Regions from separate parts of the Anser cygnoides genome. Here region 1 is linked to region 2. The links are chromatin contacts, called in public Hi-C maps. All regions are on one chromosome and are shown on one strand. The core of a region is the stretch at or near the end of the contact, and the rest is flanking DNA. Distances in the headings are between cores, read along the strand shown.

What was found. A called contact is a pair of places that touch in the nucleus more often than the background predicts.
Region 1: a Hi-C map of liver shows a contact between it and region 2, with 6 times the contacts expected there. The contact joins two enhancer-like sites. A contact is called at or near these places in 5 of 7 Hi-C or Micro-C datasets (fetal liver, granulosa cells and liver).

Annotation. Positions count from the first base shown.
Region 1 is chr4:62,074,147-62,081,184 of Taihu_goose_T2T_genome, reverse strand. MTMR7 (myotubularin related protein 7) reads right to left here. Exons shown (of 16, transcript XM_066996784.1): 10 at 3,951-4,060; 11 at 1,350-1,475; 12 at 544-593. Among named protein-coding and RNA genes, the nearest start is that of VPS37A, 30 kb to the left of the region's middle. Within about 2 kb of position 5,699, at least 2 of the 3 cell types and tissues checked have open chromatin away from gene starts, as enhancers often do. A contact at or near this core is called in liver, where this site is marked.
Region 2 is chr4:61,971,504-61,977,800 of Taihu_goose_T2T_genome, reverse strand. SLC7A2 (solute carrier family 7 member 2) reads left to right here. Exons shown (of 12, transcript XM_066996787.1): 7 at 2,666-2,802; 8 at 5,797-5,899. Among named protein-coding and RNA genes, the nearest start is that of PDGFRL, 13 kb to the right of the region's middle. Within about 2 kb of position 2,565, at least 1 of the 3 cell types and tissues checked has open chromatin away from gene starts, as enhancers often do. A contact at or near this core is called in liver, where this site is marked.

The DNA.
Region 1 (7,038 bases), core at 4,450-6,949, 100 kb before region 2:
ATTATGGATGCACAAAATAACTTGTCCAGATAGATGACTCTCTGCTTTTCCTTTACCTGATGTTTCTGAACAAATGCTATTGTTTTCATTGGAACAAAGCATAATAAGAAAAATATATTTTAGATAATAGGTAACTCAAAGACATGCCTAAATGTAAGTACTATCCTGGAAGATGTACACTCTCCTGAACAGGGACTTAAGTGGGAAGTCTTGGCACTACTGAAAGATCTCCTGGATTCCAAAGGGGATTTTCAAGCCACATACTATTTTTTTCCTCACATGCATCATAGCAATTGCAAGACCAGCACTCAGTATTCTTCATAGCAATCTTGTAGTGAATATACAATAAAAGACAGATACAAAAATATTTCACTTTGATTTTTCCAGGCAGCTAAGTTATATAGAGGGGGAAGATGGATGTGATGATATCCTGAGGGTGTGTTCTGTTGATATGCTTTGAAAAACAAGTAAAGTAAAATTGGAATGGCAGTGGATACTGACTACGTAAAATATATACAGAGAAAAACTTCAGCACAGCCTTACCTGTGGTTAAATTTGTGACCAAAGGAAATCCAATCTTTTTCAATTAAAACCTAAAATGAGAATATTGCGTTCAGTGTAGTGGAGCAGAGCTGACATATTGAAGCAGGTAGAACAAGCAGTATTGGAATCCCAGGTATTTTTTAGAATAAGCAGAAAAGTGTTGAGCAAGATATGATGTAAGCAAGCAGTATCGGAATCCCAGAAAAATTTTACAGCAAGCAGAAAAATGATGAGCATTGAGCACCACTGCCAACTCAGAAGAAAGTAGCGTTTTTGATTAATGCAAGTAGGATGCCAATATTTCAACATAAATTAGGTTGCTTCATCATTTTCTAAACCAGTACCTAACAATGTTTCAAACCTCATCTTAATGTGTGCCCATTAACTTAACAGGCATTCCTAGATGCCTCACTAGTGCTGGTGTGCTTGGTAAAGGATGAGATCTTCCAACATGCTTGCTCATTGCAATCTAGTGTCTGGGGATCACACACTTCTGACACTCATAACTTCATTTATTCCAGAAAATAAACACAAACTCATGCTTGCACCAAAAAGCCCCTTGGGCCACAAGAAATTTTCTTGGTTGAGTTTATGAAAAAAAACAGATGGGTACCCAACTGCTCCACACCTTTGATAGCATTTCATAAAGAAATGGGGAGACTAACTTGGATGGATAAAAACCTTTATACATAAGGAGAAAAAAAAATAGAGAAAGTTGATTTTCCATCAGAAAGAAAAAAAAGATAACATTTTCTAAAATGATGCCATACTATTTTCATTTACTATGTGAAAGAGAACCTGCTTACCATGAATCCCTTCATAGTTCTGTAATATGGGTCCAACAGAAGGCTTGCTACAGAGCAAACCTGGGCTGTTCTATCCCAGCCATCAGAGCAGTGAACAAGCACACTCACACCTTCCTCAGCTACAGCCTAAGAATACAGAAAAAGTCAGAGATTTCACAAGCAGCAGAAAGGCAATAGTAAGAGAGGAAAAGTGAGACAGCACAGTATGGAGGGCATTCATTTGAGAATTGGGAAAACTTTGGGTTTGTTTAATTTTGTTTCTAATTCTGCCACAGATTTCCTGAATGATGTTGAGCATTATTCCTCTCATTTGGAAGGTCTTAATCGCATCCCATCCCATGCAATACAGTGTTTGCAGCATCACCTCTTTCTGCGCCAGTATGGGAGGACGAGGGATCCATTTCAACAGTTTCTTGTGCCAAAGGAGCAGTGAATGCTGTCCCACATGCCAAGCAGCTTTCTAACCGCCAAGTTGTTAGCTATTCTGGTTTTGAGTTACTTTCACCTCCTCTTCATAAAGCTGTTCTGCATAGAATAGCTAAGTATGCTTTTGGGCTATGGGGAGACAGAAGAGAGAACTAACCCTCTGACCTTATCCAGAAAGGAAGAGATCTGAATTTCAGCACCTGTTTTTTGTGAACACCAGTGAGACACAAACATTGGATCTGGGGACTTGAAGGCACATACTACAAAATCTCGTTTGTAATTTGTGATAGGCATCCCTCCCTGTCCTTTAGATGCACTAAGAGGATAGATACATTGGAAAAAAAAAGGGGGGGGTGGTACTTAGCTATTATGGAACTTGCAGATAAATACATTTCCAAAATATACCAGCAAATTCACCTAGAACACAGCTTCACCGATTCTCAGTTCCAAAAGCCTACTGTGTACAAGAGGATCCAGACCACACAGAGCAATTAAAATACATCAACTGGCAAGAGGGGACAACTGTCTAAAGCCAGCTCAGCTACTGCTAATGCTCTCACTCACGTACCAGCAACAGAACAGCCATATTTCCATATGGCTCTTAATTTCCCTTCCTGATGGCAATGTCAATAATGGTAATGTCTGCCTCCAGTGCCAGGCTAGCATGGATATTATTACACCATACTGCATTAAAAACATAATTGTAAAGATTTCTGATGAAGCCTGTGGTAGTAGTGAACATCCATATCTAATAAGCAAGATTGTACAAATACTTTTAAAGTGAATAACTGAGGAGAGAGGATCCCATTTTAACCATAATCCAGGAGAAACACACAAAGAGGGGATTTGTACAATGCTCTCCAAAGTCTCGTGTTGCATTATTTTTGGAACTTGAGGGTTATTTTAAATTCTAAGGATTTTGGCCTTTGCCATTTCTAAAGAGAACTATGTTTAGAAAAGAAAGAAATAAAATAGGTTAGGAAAGACACTGCTTAGATAAATAAACATTTAGGTTAAATTTGGGCTTAAAAGGAAACAAGGAATAATAATAAATTATCTATGTTTATCTCAAGAGACAAGTAAATTCTACCAAAATAGAACCCATACGGGCAGAAGACCAAAAACTGAGAACTGGGAACTGTGCAAATAAGAACAGGTCAAAATGCAAGCCTGAGTAAGCACGAGGCTGGCAAGCATATGGACAAAGGATATACTTTTTGGATATTAAACACTAGCCACTGGAAAAAAATTGGCAAGAGCTAATGTAAATGACTTGATTTCTATAAGCTAAAGAAGCTAGTAGGGCTGGGAGAAATAACACGGGCATTTATCTTGCAGCTGGCATTCAGGTAAGAAGCTACAGCTGCTGAGCAGGAAGAAGCAAAGCAAGAGAAACAGGCAGTTACTTAGGAGGCAGATCCATGAGGTCATATATAGCACGTCTTGTAAATAAAATGGCCTGTAAAAAATTGTAATAATAATCTTAAAAATAAGAACTGAACCAGAAAGAGACAGAGCACAAGTAAGGGGGTGACAAAATTACTGTTAGTAGATGAGAAATGTCTGCACTACTTGAGGTGGGATTGGGAGAAATAATTTCTTACCAAAGCCAACACTTTTTTTTTTCCTGAAGCAGTTACCAAGTACGTAAGAGTAGAACCTGCTAGAGAATTTGGCCATCATAATGGACAGGCACTGGATTAGGAGGTTAATTTAGGTGTTTCCTAAATAACTCAGAGGACAGTGCTAACATTCCTATAGTACAACTACCATGTGAAGTAGTAGTCCTAGAACAGAAATTGTCAGCAAAGAAAATGTCCTGGAAACAGTGGAGGAGGCAAGGTAAATAGGGAAAGGAGCAGCAACAGCCACTGCTGGGGCAGTAAAGAAAGGGCATTGAAATACATGGCATAACAAGATACAGGAAAGTAGAGGCCATAATACATTTGAGATCTTCAGTACAAATTAACACAAACTCTTTTTACCCTATTAGCAAAATGTTCATGTCATAGGACCTAAAACCTTTCTCTCCTCATATGCGAGGCATCACAAGACACACTAGTTTCAGATACAACATCACTGAAGATAACAAGTTACCCAAGTAACTTGGGTTACTTGTTCCTCACTTTCTGTATCTGGTTAGTTCAAGTTTTGTTTTTATTTTACACACCTTACCTTTGCAATAAAAATGCCGGCATCCATAATGGCTTTGATATGCTTCAGCCAGCCTGAATTTTCAAGGCCCCACAGAAAGTCACTCATTGAAGGTGATTTCAGCTCACAAACTGCAAAATAAGCTACATCTTAAATGCATGGTAAATACAGGAAGTCCGATGCAATCAGTTTACCAAATACATCCTGTGCGGCACAGATCTTCCCCAGTTGTGTTGCGAGTGAAGTTTTCAAACCCTTTATAGAGGGGGCTTCTATCTATTATCGAGGTCTTGGAATCAGAAAATGGACAAATTTCTGCCTTTGGACAGGCAGAAAACCACTAAATGCCATAGCCTCCTATTCACAACCATATTTGTTGGTGAAGCTGGATTTGGTGAGCGCTATAGGGGCAGCCCCACCAAATCCCGATGTTAGCATCACCACACATAATGGTGTTTCAGATAAAGCAATTCACTCAACAGTTCCCTGTCCCTGAATGAAACCTTATTAAAATTTCAGATGTAGCCAAAAGACATCAACTGATGGTGAGGAAAAGTCATAGCTCACCAAGGAAAACATTTTTGCTGAAAACTTTGCTATCTTAACACCATGTTTGAAGAACAAAATCTCCCAGCTTTTACAACATTAAATTTCTATCCTACTGTACCCATGCTTTTTTTTTTTTTAATATTACAGAGCTTTCGATATCATAAGAAAAATAGTCAATCAGAATCTAAACCAGATATCTCATTCCAGCAAGAAATACCTAGCAAAATTTGGTGTAATCTATTTTCAAGAGTGAGACACTAAATTCACCACATAAATAGATTACACACTTATTCTGATCCATGTTCAATTACACTGTCTTTTAAGGAAAAAAGGTATTAATCTGTGAAATTCATTTAAGGAATATAGTGAAAACATCATGTTTTTCATTGAGTTCATGTATGACCTGTGAATTAATAATGTCTTAGTAGGTCTCTTTTCTCTGGACGTCTTCTAAAAGACTCAGCTTATATTTTGAGCCATTATGACTGGTGGCAAAACTTCCATTTCTTTCAACATGACCAGAGTTTAATTTTACAAGCCAAATTCAGAATTTATACCATGTCTGAGTGAATCTGTCTTCACTCTTTTTAATTCAGAGGCAAAATTCTGACTCCTTTTAATTCAGAGACAAAACAGCCTAATGTGTCCATGTGAAATCCAGTAATCTTTGTACGCAGGTCTCTTCCAGATGGTTATTTTAAAAGTCTTTTTGAAGGATATTTATAAAAATGCATAGATAGCAGCACTGAAAGCAAACATCTTTTCACATGACTAATGCTCCTGTGCAGATGGAAGCATGACCAATTAGTAGCTGGATTCTGGCTGAGGCTGCTGTCTCTGTTTACAAAAGTCCAAGGTAAAGCTGAAATAGTGCTTTGCTCGTTCCCACCACCAAATTGGAATCAATATTTACCTACCACTTCACTGAGCAAAGTTCAGACTGTCCTAAATTAAACGCACACACCATATATTTCAAATGATTTTGGCCACCAACCTGGACCTCAGTACTGAGTTCAGTTATGAATTCAGCTTATCCTGAGGGAAAAAGACATTTCTGTCGCGGCAGGGAAAAAAAAATGATACCAGCACACAAAAAAAATCTTGCTACCTTCTTTCCTTCAGGAGAGAGAAAAAAAAATAAATTAAAAAAAAAAAAACTTGATACCAAAATCTGAGAGAAATAAGACCTCCTGCACACATGCCGTGGGAAAGAGAGCATAGGCTGGGCACAGGAAAATCAAGAGCCCATGCCAGAGTTCATGGAAATCCAGCTGTGCTTCCTTCCCCTGGAGGGTAGGAAGAAATCGGGCACGTGGTGGAAACTGCCTCTTCCATCAGCACAAGTACCAGAAGGGGATGCAACTGATGCTCAGTTTCCCTCTTTCTGGCAGCAGGGTCCTAGGGAGAGGAAGGAGAAGGGCTGTGGGCCAACCCCTCAAGCTCTCTTTCTGGCTGATCTGTCACTGCAGTCCAAGGATCAGAGGGCTGCTCTGATCAACAACCAGTGCTCCTGGTATGAGGGGAGGAGAAGCTCATGTTTGCTGTTTAAATACAGAGAGCATGTGGGGTCGCCATCTCAGTGCACAACAAACACGTCAAGCTAAGTTGTCCCCTGGAAGCCTGACAGGGCTCCCCCGCTTCGCAAATACCAAACAACAGGCTCAGCACCTGAATCTTTCCTGAGAAAACATCTTGTACCACATCTTCTTCTAATATTAAAAATTATTTCAAGGAAGTTGTGTCCAGGATCAAAATTGGCACAAGTTTCTTCATATACACCTCTCTTAAAAAATAACAATAATAAAATTCAATATTATACAAAATGATAGAGGCAGCAGAGGCAATGATAAAACTTGTTTGTTTGTTTGTTTTTCTGGAATGAATTTTCAGCACCTCAAAGTACATTTTTCTTCCAGAGTAAAGCGAAATCTCAACTTCTTTTTGCATATTCTTAAAAAAATCTCATTATCCTACAAATTTAGTATTTAAATTATTAATAATCTGTATTAAATTTTAATATAAATTTACAATGCTCTTATATTATGCTAAAATAAATATACAAGAGTAAATACATGTTAAAGTTAATTAAATAAAACTGTTAGAATTAAAGTTATTAAAATTTCAAAGCTGATTTTTTTCTTTTTTACTAATCAAATTCTTGGCAATAAGTATAAACTAATTGCTTCGGCTTTTTTCTAAAGAAATGTAATTGAAATCAACATATTCCTAATATAAGTGCATTTTTAGTTCAGATTTCTTCAGTGTTTGAAATTATTTAAAATTGTATGTTGACAACAAACTGCAGTCTTTCATGTGACCTTCACTTCTGCTTAATTCCAGTAAATGGAATAAAATTACCTTTGCTGCACTCCTGCACCAAATCAGACTCATCTCACAACATAGCACGATCAGTAGGCACATCTGGGGATGTTGGCAGTGTAATGTGATATTTACATTAGAGATTTACCCAGCTATATTCAAATACTTGATGAAAATGTAAACCCATATCAAGTGGATATTGTCGTTGTCTTTGGCAGCCTTTTTGATTCTGGTTCCCCAG
Region 2 (6,297 bases), core at 1,316-3,815:
GATTATAGCTGTGAAAATAGGATAGTTTATTCCTCCTTGTGAAACTGTGGATGCAGCCTTAATTTAGCATGTTATTTTGATTTAAAAGATCAGGGAAAGCATAAGATATATTAGTTTGTCTTCATATAAGTTACACTCCAGTTGTAACATGGTATCTTTCATAGCACAGAACATTGCTGATTGCTTAAATTTAGGGATAGTAGAATGCTGATGCCAGTCTTCTACCTGAGCTTTTTAGGTAAGGAGTCATTCAAGTGATCTTCAGTGATGCAAATACTGGCTGGCTTTCCACAAAGGAAAAAGATATGCCTGCTTAAGCAGGAATATCAACAGTACTCTGAGATAACCCTGGTGAGCATCAGCCTGTTGAAGATGACCACAGTGACTCTGGGCAGTGATTTAAAGGAAAGGAATATTTTGATGTAGGAGGTGACAGAAAGAGGAAATAGTTCCAAAATGACATAAAAAATAGTTCCAAATAGACATAAATTGTACAGCTGACTGAACAATGTCATATTTATGCAGTTTATTCTGGGATTATAGCTATATTCTATCTAGCTGTCATACTTCATATCTAGTTGTCAACCCTTCAAACCCCAGTTTGAAGGGTTTTACTGCAATTTTGCCCTTTATTGATAAATATCAATAAAAGTGATACGGTGGGATACATAACAGTGGAAACTAGATTAAAGAAACTGATACTGGAAAACAAAATTAAGAGAGATGGTAAAACACTGTTTCAGAAATTTGAACGGCTGTCCTCTTTCTAGTGTATTTTGAAGTATTGTATTTCCTTGTATGGAAAGAGTAATCTTCCAGTGTTTTTGTTGACTGATGTCGATTTAGAACAAATCTAAGGAAATTGTATTTCATATTCCTAAATTTAGAGGTATAATTAACCAAAAAAAAAAAAAAGTTGGGATAATTGCTTTTGGTTCATATGGTTACCTCTTATCATGTTATGTTGTGAACTTGTTTCCTCTGGGTAAAGACGTTCATTAATATTTCCATTATTTTTGTGAATTCACTTAAAGAGGGATAGGATAAATAAATTTTACAAAGTCAAAACAGCAAAAATTTAGCTGTGGACTTTAACAGTATCCTTACTCGAAGAATAAACTGTCATCCTAATTCAGGAAATATTCTTTTTTGGAAAGAGCATTCATACTTCAGTTCATGTGCAATGAAACTTATTTTATGTGTGTCTAACCTAAATGCTTGTGTCTCATGAGCATTACCAGAGGTACTTAGCATCTGTGGTACATAAAAGCTGGGCCTTCTGTAAGCGGTATAATTGATTTCCTAAGTAACATGGGCAACCATTCAACTGGTTAAATATTAGTATGCTTGCTGCAGAGGTTATACTGGCTATGGATTTGCTTTTTGTCCTTTAAATGTTTTTGGTTTTTGTAATTACAATTATTTCACTCTGAGAGAAAGAAACCACCTAATTTAAGAAGTCTATCTAAAAAGAGCCTTGAGTTATCAACAGTTTAAAAGCTTTCTGTGTGCTGCTAACAATAAATCTAAAATAATTACCTTTACTTCTTCCAAAAAAGAAATTATCTCAATGAAGCTTGGCTTGAGGTGCTTTAATTGAAAGAAATAATGTGCCCAAGTTAACTTTATGGTGCTTTCTTTGAGTTACTGTTAATCAGCAGCTTCACATAGAAATGTAGAGCATAAAAGATGCTGCTAATGCTTATTGATTTGCTGCTGCTGACTGACGGACTTTTTCCAGGAATACTAAAGCTTAATTGCATAGTTAGTGTGACCCGGAACACGTTCCTTGTCCACTAATGCCCAAGAACTACAGTGATGGCAAGAGTTACTTTGCTAACCTGAATTCTCTCTAATGAAGCAATTCTATTACCTAAATGAAAAACAAACAAACAAAAGACAAACAAACCCAGAAAAATCAACTTTACAGGAAAAAAAAAAAATTCAATTTGTGTCTGATCTGTAGTATCTTGGGCTATGGGGCTTTCTGGTGTTGTCTTACAATCATAAATTTTGTTTCTGTACATGTCATTAATTAACATTGTTTATCTTTTCCATGATACAACTCTGCATGAACTGCATTTGCTGTGTTGCATGTGTTTGCTTTTTATTCAGTCTTCTTGGATCCATTTTCCCAATGCCACGTGTAATCTATGCTATGGCGAAGGATGGGTTGCTTTTCAAATGTCTAGCTCAGATCAATTCCAAAACGAAGACCCCACTAGTTGCTACTCTATCGTCTGGTGCAGTAGCAGGTGAGACTAAGAGTTGATCCTTGTAAAGAAAGGTGCACTGCTAAATGCGTTGCATATATGGAAAATGTGCAAAATATATGTGCAATTTTGATTTGCTTGTGACTGAAATGACCAAATATGACTGTCGCCGGGTAAAGTAGGCTACTAGTGAAACTTTTCTCTGCCACAGATTTTGTATTTGTTGGTTAATCTCAAGAGCTGTCATAGCCTAGGTTCAAAATAAACAACAAACCTTAAACAACACCACCGATCGACCAAACAAAAAACAAGAGCAGCAAAACAGAGCCTAAACCAAAACTAAACCTAAACCCATTCACTCTTCCAAGCTTTCTTTTTGTGTAGTTGGGTTTACCAGTAAAGCACTGTGCTTTTAATAACCTGTATTTGAACTATACATTTTTCTGTTCTAGTCTTCTCGGCTCTATGTTCCCTTTGCCCCGAATTCTGTTTGCCATGGCACGCGATGGTTTACTCTTTAGTTTTCTTGCCAAAGTGAGTAAGAGGCAGGCACCAGTTTCTGCCACCTTGACAGCAGGGGTCATCTCTGGTAAGCTCTCGAAGCCCGTGTTTCTTAAAACTGAGATTTAAGCACTCTTTGCACGTGCATGGTACTTTATGTTTTTGAAAAAGGGCTGCTTGTTAACTTCCCTTGCATGTAAGGTGGGAATAAAATTATTGAGTAATCAAAGGGTGTAAGAACTCCGAATCATACCAATCATGGTGGTGGTAACATCCTTAATGTCACAGAATTCAAAATGATTTTTTTCTTCTTCTTTTTTTTTTTTTTTTTTTTTAAATATTGGTCTCTTGTACTGTGAATAAGCTTCTTTCTTAATCTAATCACTTAAGCTGATGCTCTCCATACAGGGCTTCCTTGTTCAATGAGCATATATATATATGTATATATGTGTCACATCTATGAGGTGGGAAAACAGCTGTCAAGTTTTTTTGTTATGAGATGTGAGAAAAAAATCCTACATTTGCAACAGGATCAGCTTTCGTGTAAAATACATATGTAGATTTTTTCACTTTCTTATTTTGGTACAAGCTTACCAAATTATGGTTGAGGGCTGTGTTTTTGTGTGTGTTGGGGTTTATGTGTGTATGCACGTATGTCTGCATGTACACACCCACATATATTTTAGCAAAACAGCATTTTAGGAGCAGCTGCCAACTGTTATATTTTGCAAAGAGAAATTTTTAACATATAGCTCTTTCACTTCTGTCTATACTTCCTGCAGAGGCACACGTGGTTCTGCCCAAATTTTACTGTGTTATTTCAGGGGGATGTCTAATTATCCCTGAAAACTGGAAGCTCTAGAAGCATTTAACTCAAAGGCAAATAAATGTCCGAAAACTAATTCAAACATAAAAGACATGCCTTAAAACACTTAACAACCCTGGCTACAATTTTTATCAAAAAAGAGGTTCAGAACTGAGACTAAAACATGAGTTTTAATTTTACTTATTATTGACTTTTTCCTTTATAATAATTTGCAAATGCAGTTATATGGGATAGAATTAACATCTTTGCCTGAAATTATGGTGATGAAGAGAAAGAAAACCGTGTTACCCAATGAGTAAACTGATGGAGGTAGCTATACAGCCCTGACTATAGCTTTGCAATAGCAGTCACTTGGACTGCTTTTAGACAGTTTGGGGAATTTGGTGTGTGAACAATTTACCTGCAGACAGCTTTATATATTGCTGGAGGAGTATTTTTTTTATTTTATTTTTAAAAGGATGCGTATTTGGTAATTTGTGGTCATAAATAGTTTTGCCAGAATAGTTACAGATGTGTATAGCAATTCCTATTATCTGACCTTCCTATTAAATCCTATCATGGATAGTTGCATAGCTTTAAGAACTGTTCTCCTTTACCCCGTTAGCCTGTTAAATGTTTGGCCTCAATTAAAACTATCAGGTCAAGACTACAGCTGAGTCAATTGTCACATGCTATAATTGTGACTTACCTTTTCACATACTGTAATCATGATTGTGAAACTCTGCACACAGGGAAATGTTTAGTTGACAGGTCAAGGTTCCTTCACTGTAAATTTGTCCACCATGGTTTCTTACAACTTCAGTAGAAGTAAGAGGGGTGAAAAAATAATACTAGGTCTTTTTTTCCTCTTACTCAGAAGCTTACGGGCTTTTTTCTATGATTCTTATATGTAAGAGAAAGTTCTGGGCTACAAAGTAGTGTTTTGAAGCTAGGATTTGAAGTTAAACATAGCTACTGTATGTTAGGTTATAATAGGTTCTGTTCTTTGCTTACCTACACTTTTGAGTGTGCAAGGCAGTGAGGTATTCAGAAATTTACCTCATGGATGAGGTAATGACGTCTTATAATAAATTACATCCACCCTCATTAAAGAAGATGGGACAGTCTTCCTTCCTTCATTGAAAGAGGAGACTAGCAGATGAAATAATATGTCTAACACAGCAGTCTTGCTTTCTGGAAATCACATTTTGCTGTCTCCTTCAGGATCAGAAAACAGGGGAATGCGTGTTGCTGTGTGTTTTTGCATTTATACACCTGTCTACAAATATATAAACAAACATAAATATTAATTCTGAACATAGAAAAGTTTGTGTGCACGTACACATACAGTGTATAAAGGCTACATATGACGGTTTCTTTTGATGGTGATGTTATTGGTGATTCAAAAAATTAAATATTTTCGGATTATTTCTGTATCTCAATAATACAAATATTTTAAGATATTTTTTGACCACATGCATCTCAAATCAACTAATACTAGCCTTTCATTTGGTGATAGTTAATTTCAATTAATTGTGCTAATTTCTTTATGAGTGCTTTGTGTCTCTGTGCAAACAGCATAGACAAAGACATTCCAGAATCTCCAGAAGAAGATGGCATTAGCTTTTATTAATAACTGCCATAATTATTCACAATATCATGGAAATTTCTGCCCCTGATTTCAGTGATCTTAAGAATATTAATTATTGTGATATTTTGCTGTCTGTCCTAAAGGCTACTTGAACTTAACTGTTTTAGTAAGATAATTATTCAAAGACAAAACCACTTATTTTATTCTAGACAACTCCTTAAAGTGTCTCTTTACACAGAGCACTTTCTTAGACCATCACTTTCAGATGACATACTGGGTTGTATCATTGTTCCCCTGCTTTGCTGTGGGAGCTGTCCTCTCAACTTTGATGAAATTCTGTTGCAGCATCAGAACCTTATTCTATAAAATTGTGTTTTAATGTGTCACCATTCAGCAAGGCATGTATGCAAGTACTTATGTCCACATAAGTCCAATACAAATTGCTTGATTATGCAGCATGACTGTATGGCCCATCAGTGTGATATCCATATGAATGAGTTTCCCAACAGAAATTAGGTTCAGGAATGTCGGCTGTGACTTAAAATATGTTTTTAAGGATTACCATAACTTCACTTATATTGCTGTCAGTAAAATAATTTAAAGTTACACTGCTGACAGAGGTTAAAATCTTGACTCAGTATATCAGCCTCATACAAATTTTGCATTTTCTTCTCCCTTTTTTTTAGCTGTAATGGCGTTTCTATTTGACCTAAAGGCTTTAGTGGATATGATGTCTATTGGCACACTTCTTGCATATTCACTTGTGGCAACCTGTGTCCTCATTCTTAGGTGAGTCAAAAAGACCATTTCTATTTTACTGTGTTTTGGTTTGTGTTGTTCACTACCTAAACAGACGTGACATCTATAATACACGTTTTTTGCTGGATAGCTACATATTTGAGAGCTATCTGTTTGTGTATAAATGACTACTAAGAAGTTGAGATGCATCAGAGAAAACACAGATTTATTGTCATATCAGTATAGTAGCTACTCAGATCAAAGCTTCATGTGAAATCCAGACACCTTTTATTTTCCAGGAGATGCATTGATCCCAGCATCAGTCCCAAAGGCACTAATGAATGATATTTCAAATAAAATCTATGCTGTGCATCAGGCCTATCACATTGTGGGGGCTATACACGACAGATCAGGTAGTTGACAGGATGACCAAGTTAAAATAATTGCTT